Regions from separate parts of the Mus musculus genome. Here region 2 is linked to region 1. The links are chromatin contacts, called in public HiChIP or PLAC-seq maps. All regions are on one chromosome and are shown on one strand. Each heading gives the region's core, a stretch centred on a gene start, on an enhancer-like site or on the middle of the called end of the contact. The rest is flanking DNA. Distances are from core to core; before and after follow the strand shown.

Region 1 (6,132 bases), core at 1,367-3,866:
GCCTCACTGCCTGCAGACAGAAAGGACGTATTGCATTGTGTACCTAGCTCAGTTAGCCTTGGTCTGTGGGAGGACCTTTTCAGCGCTTACTGGTCTGTGCTGGTCTATAGCTAGCTGGAGAAAGCAGACTGTTCAAATTATTTTACTTTTCCATAAGCTTCCTTCAGTGTATCTTTAGGCACTCTTGAAACACCATTTTCTCTACCAGTGTCCTAAAATTAGTATTATTAGTATTTCTAGGGAAAGTTCACTATGAGCAAGTTTCATCTTATTGAAAGAATAATAATAGCATATGGCATGATATACTAAGTGTATTATATAGACTAACTCATGAGGAAAAAACTCTATGAAAATTTAATATCATCCTCATTTTATAGAGGAGAAAACCACGCCAAGAGAGGGTAGGCTTCTTGCCCTAGGTTACCTGGAGTTGCTGGGAATCAAACCCAAACAACATTGGTATAATGGTCTTAACCACAAGGCCTGCTGCCTCAAAAAGACTCCACTTCCATCTTTTTAACCTCCAGGCCTTTAACTGGAAGTTGTGCCATCCTTCTGAGCATCAGAAGGAGTTCTTCCCCGAGGTTCTATTAACCACTCACTCACTACAGGACCAGGTGTTTCCTGGTCCACTCTCTGGGCATCTTCAGTTTAAAATCTCCCTGGCCTTACCAAGGAACCTGAATGATTAACAGGCTTCAAGATCAGGTTCTTACCAGAACTGGAACCACCTAGCAATTAGCTTGGTACCACTGACCAAAACTCAAAACTTTCTGAATTATATCTGTCAATACCTAGTCCCCATTGTTGTTGTTGTTGTTTGAAACCTCTTTCCTAAACAGATTTAGTCTGATACAAATAATATCCCCAAATATTCTACTCTGCTTTACCAAGCCGCGACACTCAGAAGGAATCTTGACCTTGACCTTGACCCATCCTGAGGAGGTCTCCCAGCAAGAGCCTTGTGATGCTGTTAGCGGATGCCTGTGGTTCAGACTTGCAGGCTTTGAGGTGGGGGAGAAGAAAAGAAACCCAGAGGAGGGCAGCAGGACACAGAGAGAGAGAGAGAGAGAGAGAGAGAGAGAGAGAGAGAGAGAGAGACAGAGAGAGAGAGAGACAGAGACAGACAGAGACAGAGAGAGAGAGACAGAGACAGAGACAGAGAGAGAGACAGAGACAGAGAGAGAGACAGAGACAGACACACACACACACACAGAGAGAGAGAGAGAGAGAGACAGCAAGGAAGACAGAACACTCACACAACGGCCCTCTACCTGTACCTCACGATGCCAGCCAGAGGCCCTACATGTGTCCTTGCCAGGAGAAACAACTTGGTATTTTTGGGAAATGCTGATTCTAGGGATTAATTTCTAAATGTTTGGAACAAGATGGGGAGTGCTCTTAAAAAAATACAAGTTGAAATGAAATACAGCTCATTTATTAGCATCTGAAACAAGAATGCATATTGCCCACACACTAAGTACCTTTAAAGTTATGTATCAAATGAACAACAAAAGTCTAATGTATTTTACTTTCTTGACAAAAGCAAGAAAAAACGAGAAATCCCTACTTTCACAATCTGCAAGCGATACCATGTGAGCCGATTACCAAGGCGTTCCAGAGTTTTAAGGGGTACAGGTAGGTACTTAAGCTCTATTAGCTTCCTGATAAATCCATTTCTAACTAGACCTCAGAGAGATGCTGGGATATCGGAAGCATATAAATGCAGCTTGGTAGTTAGCACTGGACACCACCACACAGTTAAAAGTGGCCTGTATATGTATTTTTAAACCTCTTTTTGTCTTGAAGAATGGAAGCTTTCCCTTTTCTTTGTCTAGAAAGGTCTTCAATCAGAGAAATCCTCTTTCCTTCGCCTGTCTCCAGTCAGATCCTAAGGCCAGCCTCACTCATCACTCCCTAATCCTCAGGCAGCACCCTTTCGTGCCTGTACTGGGATCGGTTCTCTTCCTGAGACCCTGCACAGACTTGTTTCCCTGCTTGCAGTTAGAGAAGGGGCCAGAAACTCATGCCCCACGTTTCACTCCCCAACTCTACAAGGCACAGTCAAACCCCTAGGACAAATTGCTGAGTGCTCCAAGTCTCAATTTCCCAGTCGTCCCATGGGTTGGCTCAATGGACATCTTCTCAGCCACACCCTAAAGCCCTAATAGCTGACAGGAGATGAGAGATGAGTGGAGCCATGCTTATGAAAAGCTTGGCACTCTTTAGTGGAGACACACTGTTTAATTACAAGAAAATGTATTCATGGGTCAAAGAGTCCCCCCACCACCCCACCACCCCACCGCACCTCCATTTTTAGTGAAAAATCCTGGAAGTGCTACAAACTGAAGCTTGTGTGTACATTTTGCACCTGTGGCAGGAGAAATGTTTATCTAAAGAGGACACACTGAAGTGTGGTTAGAACAAGAGAAGAAATGAAAAGAAAGGGAGATCGCTATCAGTCTTGCTGACACTTAAAGTGAAAGGGAAACGGAAGGGAGAGGGGGAGGGGAATAGGAGGGGGAGGGGCAGTGTCATGGAGAGAAAACAGGAAACAGGCATCAAGGTTTAAACTTAGACAACAGCATGAGCCACACACCATTATGGCCCAGCCTCATCCTGTCTTTCTGTTATCTAGGCTGAGTATACTCTGCTTCACACAGATGAGAGATCAGAGCTTCCAAGAGTACAGCTTCACTCATGGGCAACACCAGAGCTAGTTTACAGCAGCGATAGGAACACAGCCCCGTTTCTGCGACCCTTGGAGAGGTTCCTCCCACCGTGCGTTTGGAACACTGACTGTGTGTTCCAAACCAGGCTGGTACAAAAGTCTACTCATGACTAAGTTTATCGATTTCAAGTACACAGATTGCTGGTGTTATTGGAATTTTCAAGTGTGAGATCTTCAAGGTCATCTTTAAGAAAAATTATAATTCCTTCTATACTAGTTGGGTTCTTCATAATACACTTTAGTTGTTTATTGACCTGCAGAGCACTGTGGTATGGGTCAGATATCTTTGCCTTCTAGGAGCTTATAGTCTTCCTTGAGGGAGGAGAACTTAAATTATCAAAGCTTGAGAGATAGGCCCAGATGAGGACATGGTGATGGTGATAAGGTGTTCAAGGATTTGCTAAAAGAGGTTGGAAGGGATCACTAGAAGGTTGGGGTGGGTTAGCTCCCACCAGCTCCCACTAGTGAGTTCAGAGAGGAAAATAAACATGTGTGACCAGCATTCAGAGCTCTGTACAGGGCACACCATGGATGGGATTTATGGGCATTGAGACAGTGAGTTCACCCGTCTTGTTGGTGCAGAAAATGGGATACATGGCTAAGAAGAAAAGTCCAGACTGGGGAAGGCAGAATGGAATAGAGACTTTATCCTTGAGCTATAAGAAGTCATTGTGACTTTGTCCAGGGTGCAATCAATGTCAGAATCAATGTAGTATGGTGTTCTATCAAGAGGAAAAGCAGTTTAAAGACCTTCTCAGATTGGCAGTGACCCTAAAGAGGTTAAACATGGCTGTCTAATTCATTGTGTCACCAGTGAGCTTTTATCAGTACAAATGGGGAAAAGTAAGTGGCCTCTGATGCTCCCCAAAGACCAAGTATAAAAGCATCCTCCCGATTAGGAGTCATTGAAAAGTAGGATGACGTCCAGTTCTAGAGACCCATCTTGTCCAACCCCTTCCCCCAGACAAAATGTGTGTCCAAAGGAGAATTATCAGACAGAAATCAAAAACAATGTGTGGAAGATGGAGGGCGGAAGTCAGAATTAGCACTACTCAAAAGCTGGCCCAGCCAACAGCCACCATGCTCCCCCCAACACCATCTGCTGCCTCCTCAGTAGAGCTGAGAGGAAATCCACAGGCACATGTGGCTGCTTGTTCCAGCCTGGTTAACAGTTCACCAGGGACAGCCCAAGTCCTTGCGCAACCACAACTGTCACTTGCAAAGAGGAAGAAGAGCACCTGGGGGCTCTGGCCTTAAAATAAGACCCCTGAACCCTCAGATAAACCCACCCGTGTCCAACTTGTCACTTCATAAATTTTTATTACTCTTAACGTTGGACTTCTACATTTCTGCAGTATGGGAAGCAAATCTTTGAGTTGAGTGTGATTTACCACAACCGTTTCATCTTATTTTGTGTTGAGTGTGTGTGTGTGTGTGTGTGTGTGTGTGTGTGTGTGGTGTGTAGACCAGTCCATGCAAGTGCAAGTATATAAGTGTAAGAGAACCTTTAAAAGAAAACTAAATAGCAGTTCATCTGTACCTGGAGCAGGAAAGTCTGTCAATCAAATATAGAGTTTATGTTTAAACAAGTCAAGGTATCATTGGCTCTGCCCCTAAAATGCTCGTCTTCTTGCTCATTTAAGTGTCCCCTCTCAATGAGTATTCTCCTCTAACAAATCAACTAACTCTTGGTCTCTGAAGATCCTTTTCCATCTCTCAGCCTCATTCAACCCTTGCCACACCATGCTAACCCATATGGTACACCTCCATAGAACTGCTAACCCATATGGTACACCTCCATAGAACTGCTACATACATCCCCATGATATCACCGAATTCCTACTGTCTGTCCAAGCTTTGTCAGACATCACCCCCCAAAAAAGAGTTCCAGCTCTCAGGAAACTCATTACCCATTAGAAGAAATCAACACATAGGCAGCTAGCCCAGGAAAAAAAGCCACCAGACAGCTAATGGGACGGATGTGTCAAACATCTGTCTTTTTACTGAAGGGGTAGCCTCATACATCTGACCTCACTAGTGTCTAGCTGTTGCTGACTCTCCACTGACTGACAAGCCAGAAACAACCAGACAGCAGGGCTGGTCAGCAGCCTATAAAGTGGCATTTCCTAATGGTCTCACCTACCCAAGTTCAGAGCCACCTGGGTTCCCATACTTTACAGTTTACAATAGAAAACAAGGACTAGAGGGATGGCTCAGCAGTTAGGAGCACTGAATGTTCTTCCAGAGGTCCTGAGTTCAATTCCCAGCAACCACATGGTGGCTCACACCATCTGTAAAGGAATCTGCTGCCCTCTTCTGGTGTGTCTGAAGACAGCTACAATGTACTTATTTATATACATGAAATAAATAATTCTTTAAAGCAATCTAAAATAGACAATACATTAACAACATGGCAGTAATCAGCAAGGATCAAAAATAAAGGGTTGTGATACAAGAGAGGGCAGCCTGGAGTAGCCAGCAGCAGTCTCAGAGAAGTGTCTGCTGTGTGCCATGTGATAGCTTCAGCCTTATTACTATGTTGGTTTTGTGTTTGTTTGCTTGCTTGTTTTCTTGTCTTCTGTTTTTTAGAGACATGGTCTCTTGTAGTCCAGGCTGGGCTCAAACTTGCTGTGTATCTAAGGTTAGCCCTTCCACTCCTACACTACACAAGACCAAAACTTCTAAAACAGTGCCTGTGGGATTCTTTACATTCTAAACATGGAAAAGAGCTTTCTAGATATGTAGATCAGCTAAACTTTGCCTTTCTACAAGGTCCCACACTACAGTTTGAGAAGCACTTTCATTTTACTTTATATTACTTATATTGTATTTGGCAATCTATAATTATTTAATTGTCATGATTGTAGTTTCCATAAAGGCAAGGGCTGTGCCTGAGCTTGGTGTCCTTACTGCTTTGTCTCCAGAGCTTAAAGCACGCTAAGTGTGTCCAAGAACAAAGAAGGAATTGTGCCTAAGTTCACACACTCACTAAACAGTAGAGTCAGAATCCTTCCCTGGGGCAGTGGCACACACCAGAAATCCTAGCACCCATGAAGTCCTGTCTTTAAAAAAAATAAAAATTGCTTCCCAGGATTCCAAAGGCCAGTAGGTGGCCACCTACTGCTGTTTGAGATCCCCATTCTTCAAAGTCTGGAGCTGTTGGAAGCTGAGGACTTTCAACTAAGACTCTCAACACAATGTCAACTACATCAGTGAGTGTTGGGTTGCTCCTGAGGAGGAGCCCAGTCTCCATCAGAACTTCTGAAGAGCCTGCCGTATCGACTTAATCTTACTGAGAAACACATTGAAAATTAAAACATACCTCTAAGAATGTCTGTGAGGAAATTCCCAGAGATGACTAAGGAGTGGGGAGGGGGCGGGTCTCAGTCTCAGTATAAATG
Region 2 (5,780 bases), core at 298-2,797, 370 kb before region 1:
AGAAGATGTATTTCTTTAAAATTTTAAATAAAACCCAGAGATTAACTCTGATCCTGCACAGTGGCTTCCCCCACCTCTTTTCTCTCCTTTCTGCCTTTGGCACACTTTATTTTCCAGTAAAATAAAGAATTAAGATGGATTATTCAAAACTGATAACAGTAATGGACCATCCTGTAATGTTTTATTGAATTTGAGTTCTGTGAATTATGTGGTGGAGAGAAAGAAATTCACCTGCTTTAAGTATAACAGAAATCACTACTGTCTTCCTATCATTCTTCAGGGTAATTTAAGAAAAGTCCACTCTCCATATCACAGTTGGATAATAGGTAGAAAGGTGCCATTATCTGGTGTGACAGCTCTTGATGAGCCTACCAAGGAACACAGATGAATGCATCTCCTTACAGCTTGCTTGGCGTGAGGCCATGAGCAGGTGGAGCTTGAAAATAGTCTTTCACCTGGACACATGACCAAGAACTCACCAAACAGGCCAGTAGCCTGGAGAATATTCTGTCTTTCTCTTAGGAGGGAGGGCGGGTTCCTGAAATCTTTTTTTTTTTTTTTCCCTAAGAGCTTTGAAGTTCCACAGAGCTGATAAAATCTATTTTAATCAGTGATTATGTTCAAAGAGGAGACAAACTGGAGGCCAGACAGGCTTTTTGTTCAGATTGGCCGTCCCTTTAACTTATCTGCTGTTTTAAAGAATTTATAATGAGCCTTTGGAAGGACTGATAATATTTATTGGAGGTTTTCTTTCTTTTGCAATCAGTAATGAATTTTACTTGTAATAACTTGTGTAACTCTTTGTCGGAATGTAAAATAGAAAGGTTTAGGAATTTATCAGTAAATGTATTCTTTAATTGAAAAACATCAGGGCTCTCCGTTAGCCACTAAGTAATGACAGAGTAGAATAATTTTATGTTTTCATACATACAACACAAATCTAATTATTTGTACGATCTGACCACCCAGTGAACGCCAGATTCTTATTTCTAGTGAGAATAATATTTGTGACGTGTTGGGAACCCCCTTCATAACATGCACGTCTTTTGTTTCACTTCTTTTTAGAAACAAGATTACTGATTTTACCTAATTTAGTTCAGTGACTTTATTGAAGCACCTATGGGACACAGATTGGCTGTACTTTAATTGGGTACCTCAGCTGGTACTGTAATGTGACAGGGTGTGTGGTCTTTCCGTACTGTTTCTTTAGTATGCTAGATTGTTGGTAATGATGTCTGGATCAGTCAGTCATGAGAAATTAATACTAATGACCTTAACCTTCCCTGGCAAGACTGCACTATATCTGACCTATATCACCTGGGAAAAGGGACCACATAGACACTGAATTCATCAGCCATTCGAACTACAACTGGAACAGGACCCAGACTTTCACTCTAGTGCCTGCATCCTAACAGCTGCCATTTGCATCCAGATTATTCTACATTGCTCTTAAGTCATTTTTAAAAATTAACACTAAATCATATGATTTCTAACAATATTTTTCAGGCATTTCCACCAGGGGGCACTCCCCTCATTGAAAGCTCTGGGCCAAAAAGAAAAAAAAAAAGTTTGTGAAACAGTAGATTGTCTGAAACAGTAGATTGTCTGAAACAGTAGATTTTCTGTCTCCACTGGCTGCTATGGAGCTCCTTGAATGTCTGGGGTTGGGAACACTGTCTTGGCACACTCCAGGCAGGACACCTGCCTTCACTCAAAGCTATGGTTACATTTGGGGAAAGGGCCCCTCAGAGGCAACGCTTCTCTGCTTAAATGGGAAGGTTTGCTGACTTCAGATTCTCACCCAAGTGGTGATGTCTTCTGGCTGAGCCACACCCCTGGTGAGTCTTCTGTTAACAAGACTTGAAGGAAAATGTTTCTGTGTTCTGTTTTGTTTTTTCTGACAGGTTTGGCTTACTCACTATACTTCTGCTGTGGAATATTCTTAATAGACATATATAAAATATTACTTTGTCATTTTGAGATTGTTAGATGTCTAATATCAAGTGCTCTGATGTACAAAAAAAATTAAATATTATACCCTAAATATTTATAGGGTATCTTTTGCCCTGATTTGTTTTCTAATTTACTGACTAGTTAGTAACACTGTGCAGATTGGCATTTCACAGAGCAAAGCCACTACTGAGTGCCTTGGCTGAAAGAGCCCATGGCCTTGGTTCTTTAGTAACAGTAGTCTTAGCTGATAATGACCATTTCAATATATTCTAGTGTTCCCTTTTTCATCTCTGCAGTCTATATACACATAATTACTTTAGTACTTATCAACAACTTTTAAGCATAAGGCATTGAGTTAGACAGACAAAATTAACTATACTATTATCCTTGAGGATTTCATGACATTTTCTATATTATATGTATTCCTATGCAATTGCTATATATTGCTTTACCAGCCATGTTTTTGTCTGTTCCATGTATGTATGTATGTTTTTGAGACGAGGTCTTACTGTGTAGTCTGACTGGCCTCAAAAGCATGATCTTACAGTTTTAGCCTTCTTGGTGCTGGAACTACAGGCATGGTATCATGCCTTGTTTTCAAGTAGTTTTTGTTTGTCCGTTTTTTAAGTATGTAACATTTTGTGGGAACAGTGGCATAGACTTTCAGTGTGATGTGTCTTGTTTCTTTTTATAAGACACATCAGAAATAGTCTAATCAGTTGTCCTAGTGCAGGTTAAAGAGTGGGATGGCTGACTGCCTGTTTGAATCTGAGGTCAGTTGACAGGATGTTTGGTTGTCAGTAGACAGAGTTGCAGTTACTAGTTAGTCTCATGGCCAAAAGGACAAATGCCTCAATTCTTAAGGAACATTTCTTATGAAAGTCCAGACATAAATCCAGGCTTTGGTTGCAGTAGACCAACTGTGAGATTTATTTGTGACTAACTCAGTTCCCCAGAGCTTGGTGGACATTTCTTCCCTCCTTAAGAAGCTGCTTATAAATCAAATGATGTATTTTAAAGGGACAGTGTTCTTATCTGTAATAAGTACTGTATCAGTATATCAGGCAGCATGATGCACTGATGAGAAATTGAAAGGATCTCCAAGAGTTAAAATTTTGGGGAGTCTATTTTACCTTCTCTCACTCAAATATACATTTTTTGACCATTTCTTTAGGGTTTGGGTAGAGGTAGATTTCAAATTGTGCAAAAATCTGGATGTAATTCTACTACTATCACGATAACTGATGTAACTATACTATGATAATATGTCTAAGTAAAGAAAGCAGGCTACAGATTGACGATGACTTCTAAGTCTTATTATCCTGGAGACAGCGCAGCCTTTGCTGTTCTTGGACTTCATACTCTTCAGATACATCAGAAGGAAATCACCCATTTAAATAATAAATTCCCCCCCAAAGAAAAACAAACATATTGTAATACTGAGTTATTGAGGGAAGAAAAACACCTTAAGAGAAGATTCTAGAAGTTTGTAAGTTTCTGCTGTTGCTAATAGTGACTTTTAGTTTGATGATACTCTTTTCAATATGTCAAATTCTGGGATAGATTTTTACAGTGTGGAAGAGTAGTTAATTATTTCAGGTGTGATCTGTGGTTTCTGACGTGCGAAGTTTCCAACCTGTTACCTATCGGTATAGCATAGAAAGTTTTACAGTTTCCCATGGCAGTCCATTTCCCTTTAAACAGCAACTTAATGACTACCTGTGACACTTTGTAAATTGAAAATTAAGGAACGACAAAATATCATCTATATAGACAAAAGTTTGAGTGGTCTTCATTGTGCTGCAGCTTGTTTTCTGGTATCTGCCTCAAATGCTTGGCTCACCCCCCCTAGAAATGGCCTTGTGCATTAACATGGTGAGCTGCTGGTTGCCCCGTGCCTTTGTCTGGAAGCTTGAGAACTATACAGTTCGATGTTGTTGTACTACGTACGGGGATTTTTACTTACTCTTAACTTCTCTCGACCATCTCTCAGTGAAAGATTTCACGGCAAGTTAAGCTACTCAAAGGAATGAGACCAATTAGGCCGGTTCAGTTTCTGCTATATGTAAAGCAGATGCTAAGTAAAAGCAAGGATACAATTGAGGCTCTCTTCTCCGCTACTTCAGTTGTAGCTAATATATTCCTATACAGACTCAAAGCCTCTGACTGCTCACTTTCTAAAGGGTGAGGCGAAGGCAGGGGCTATGCAGAACCTCACCCCATGTCTTTCTTCCCCTACAGGGATTGCTTTCTGAAATCCTCCGAAAGGAAGAGGACCCCAAGACTGCATCCCAGTCTCTGCTGGTAAACCTTCGGGCTATGCAGAATTTCTTACAGTTGCCGGAAGCCGAAAGAGACCGGATATACCAGGATGAGAGGGAAAGGAGCTTGAACGCAGCCTCAGCCATGGGTCCTGCCCCGCTGCTGAGCACACCACCCAGCCGCCCTCCCCAGGTGCAGCCACCTCTTCCTTAGAGTTCTTTCTTCTGCCCTAAAAAACAAACAAACAAACAAACAAAAAAACCGTAATGATGACTCTCAGCAAGAAATTGGATAAATAGATACAGATGTTTAAAACTTCTGTAGGTTTCCTTGAGAATTTCATCCCAGATCACTAATTCTGATGGAACACAGTCCACTCCTAATTAGATCGAGAAAAGAATACTGACTGTGTTGCTCTAAGTCTTTAGGTTCTTGAGGGTTGAAGAAGCAGGGTACGTACCTCCACTGCTGTTATTACAGAGGTACCCAGACACTGCAGAACAGAAATAATAAGGCCTGGTTAGTGTCACTCGTTTGAAGACTGCCATTTGAATAGTAAATAAAAAATAAATAAGTAATTTCATTTATATTTATGCTTTCCAATACGGACTGCAGCTGGTACCAATTACATATCATCTCGCTTGTAATCTTTCATAATTAAGTTTAATACAATCCTTGAAGGCAGCTTTAAATGGGACCGATAAAGAATTCTATCCATATTCCCAGAAATGGGCACATTTTCTATTTCTTCAAATTCTTCTATTTTCTAGGGAGGATAAAAGAATCTACCTGTAGGGAACTTTGTTGTGTATTATTATTTTAAAGCAAAATTTAAAAATATCCTTATAACTACTATGAAAAGTCAAGAAATAAATTTTCAGTGCAAACTGGTAGGTGAAAGTTTGATAAATTACACCTAAAGTCCACCAGCAAATATATTTTCTTCCATATTTAGTTTTTTGGCAAGTACAACCAACCTATAAAGCTAAAATAACTTTTAGAGTTCTTTAAAAAGTTGAATACAGAACACAAAATCAGAGTATTCGTGTAATATAATGCCATAATTCAACCATTTGATTATTATTTCATTTCATCAATAATAAACAAAAAGTCCATGTATTCTGAGTACAGAAGTATAGGAAAAGCCCATTCAATGGTAAGAAATGAAGCAGTCACAGGAGCTTCCTAACTCAGGACCAGACACACTTTTCAGCTATTTGTCGAAGGTCTTGAACTGTTGACATAATATTCTAAAGTAATTATTTTTAAAATCCATTTTTTAATGAAAATCAATCTGTCTTAAAGTCTATAGGAGCAGGCTGTGATAAGATAATGCTGTTCTGCAAGAGAGAAGGGTCACTGTGTTCACACATCGCCTGCCTGCCTACACATAGCTACTGGATTAGATTGGTAACCTTGTCTATAAAAGAGTTCCTAAATACAGAGTTAGGAACTCTATATATGTATATGACTTGTATAGGAAATATAAAGAAATATAAAGTTCTCAGGGTTAGCATACCCTTACTTCTCATAGCTGCCATTCGGAAGGTGTTTCTATACCCAGG

What was found. HiChIP or PLAC-seq counts read pairs in DNA pulled down with a chosen protein or histone mark.
Region 2: a RAD21 HiChIP or PLAC-seq map of pro-B cells shows a contact between it and region 1, with 9 times the contacts expected there. The contact joins two enhancer-like sites. A contact is called at or near these places in 1 of 15 datasets of contacts at CTCF or cohesin (pro-B cells), 12 of 484 Hi-C or Micro-C datasets (the C10 cell line, the HPC-7 cell line, the N1E-115 cell line and 7 more) and 4 of 115 datasets of contacts at active chromatin or transcription factors (embryonic stem cells, forebrain, large pre-B cells and 1 more).

What each region holds. Positions count from the first base shown.
Region 1 is chr17:51,404,980-51,411,111 of GRCm38.p6, reverse strand. No RefSeq gene overlaps it. Among named protein-coding and RNA genes, the nearest start is that of C330011F03Rik, 40 kb to the left of the region's middle. Within about 2 kb of position 2,616, at least 90 of the 459 cell types and tissues checked have an H3K27ac peak or open chromatin away from gene starts, as enhancers often do. A contact at or near this core is called in pro-B cells, where this site is marked.
Region 2 is chr17:51,773,833-51,779,612 of GRCm38.p6, reverse strand. Satb1 (special AT-rich sequence binding protein 1) reads left to right here. Exons shown (of 11, transcript NM_009122.2): 8 at 4,195-4,407. Among named protein-coding and RNA genes, the nearest start is that of Satb1, 56 kb to the left of the region's middle. Within about 2 kb of position 1,547, at least 6 of the 459 cell types and tissues checked have an H3K27ac peak or open chromatin away from gene starts, as enhancers often do. A contact at or near this core is called in pro-B cells, where this site is marked.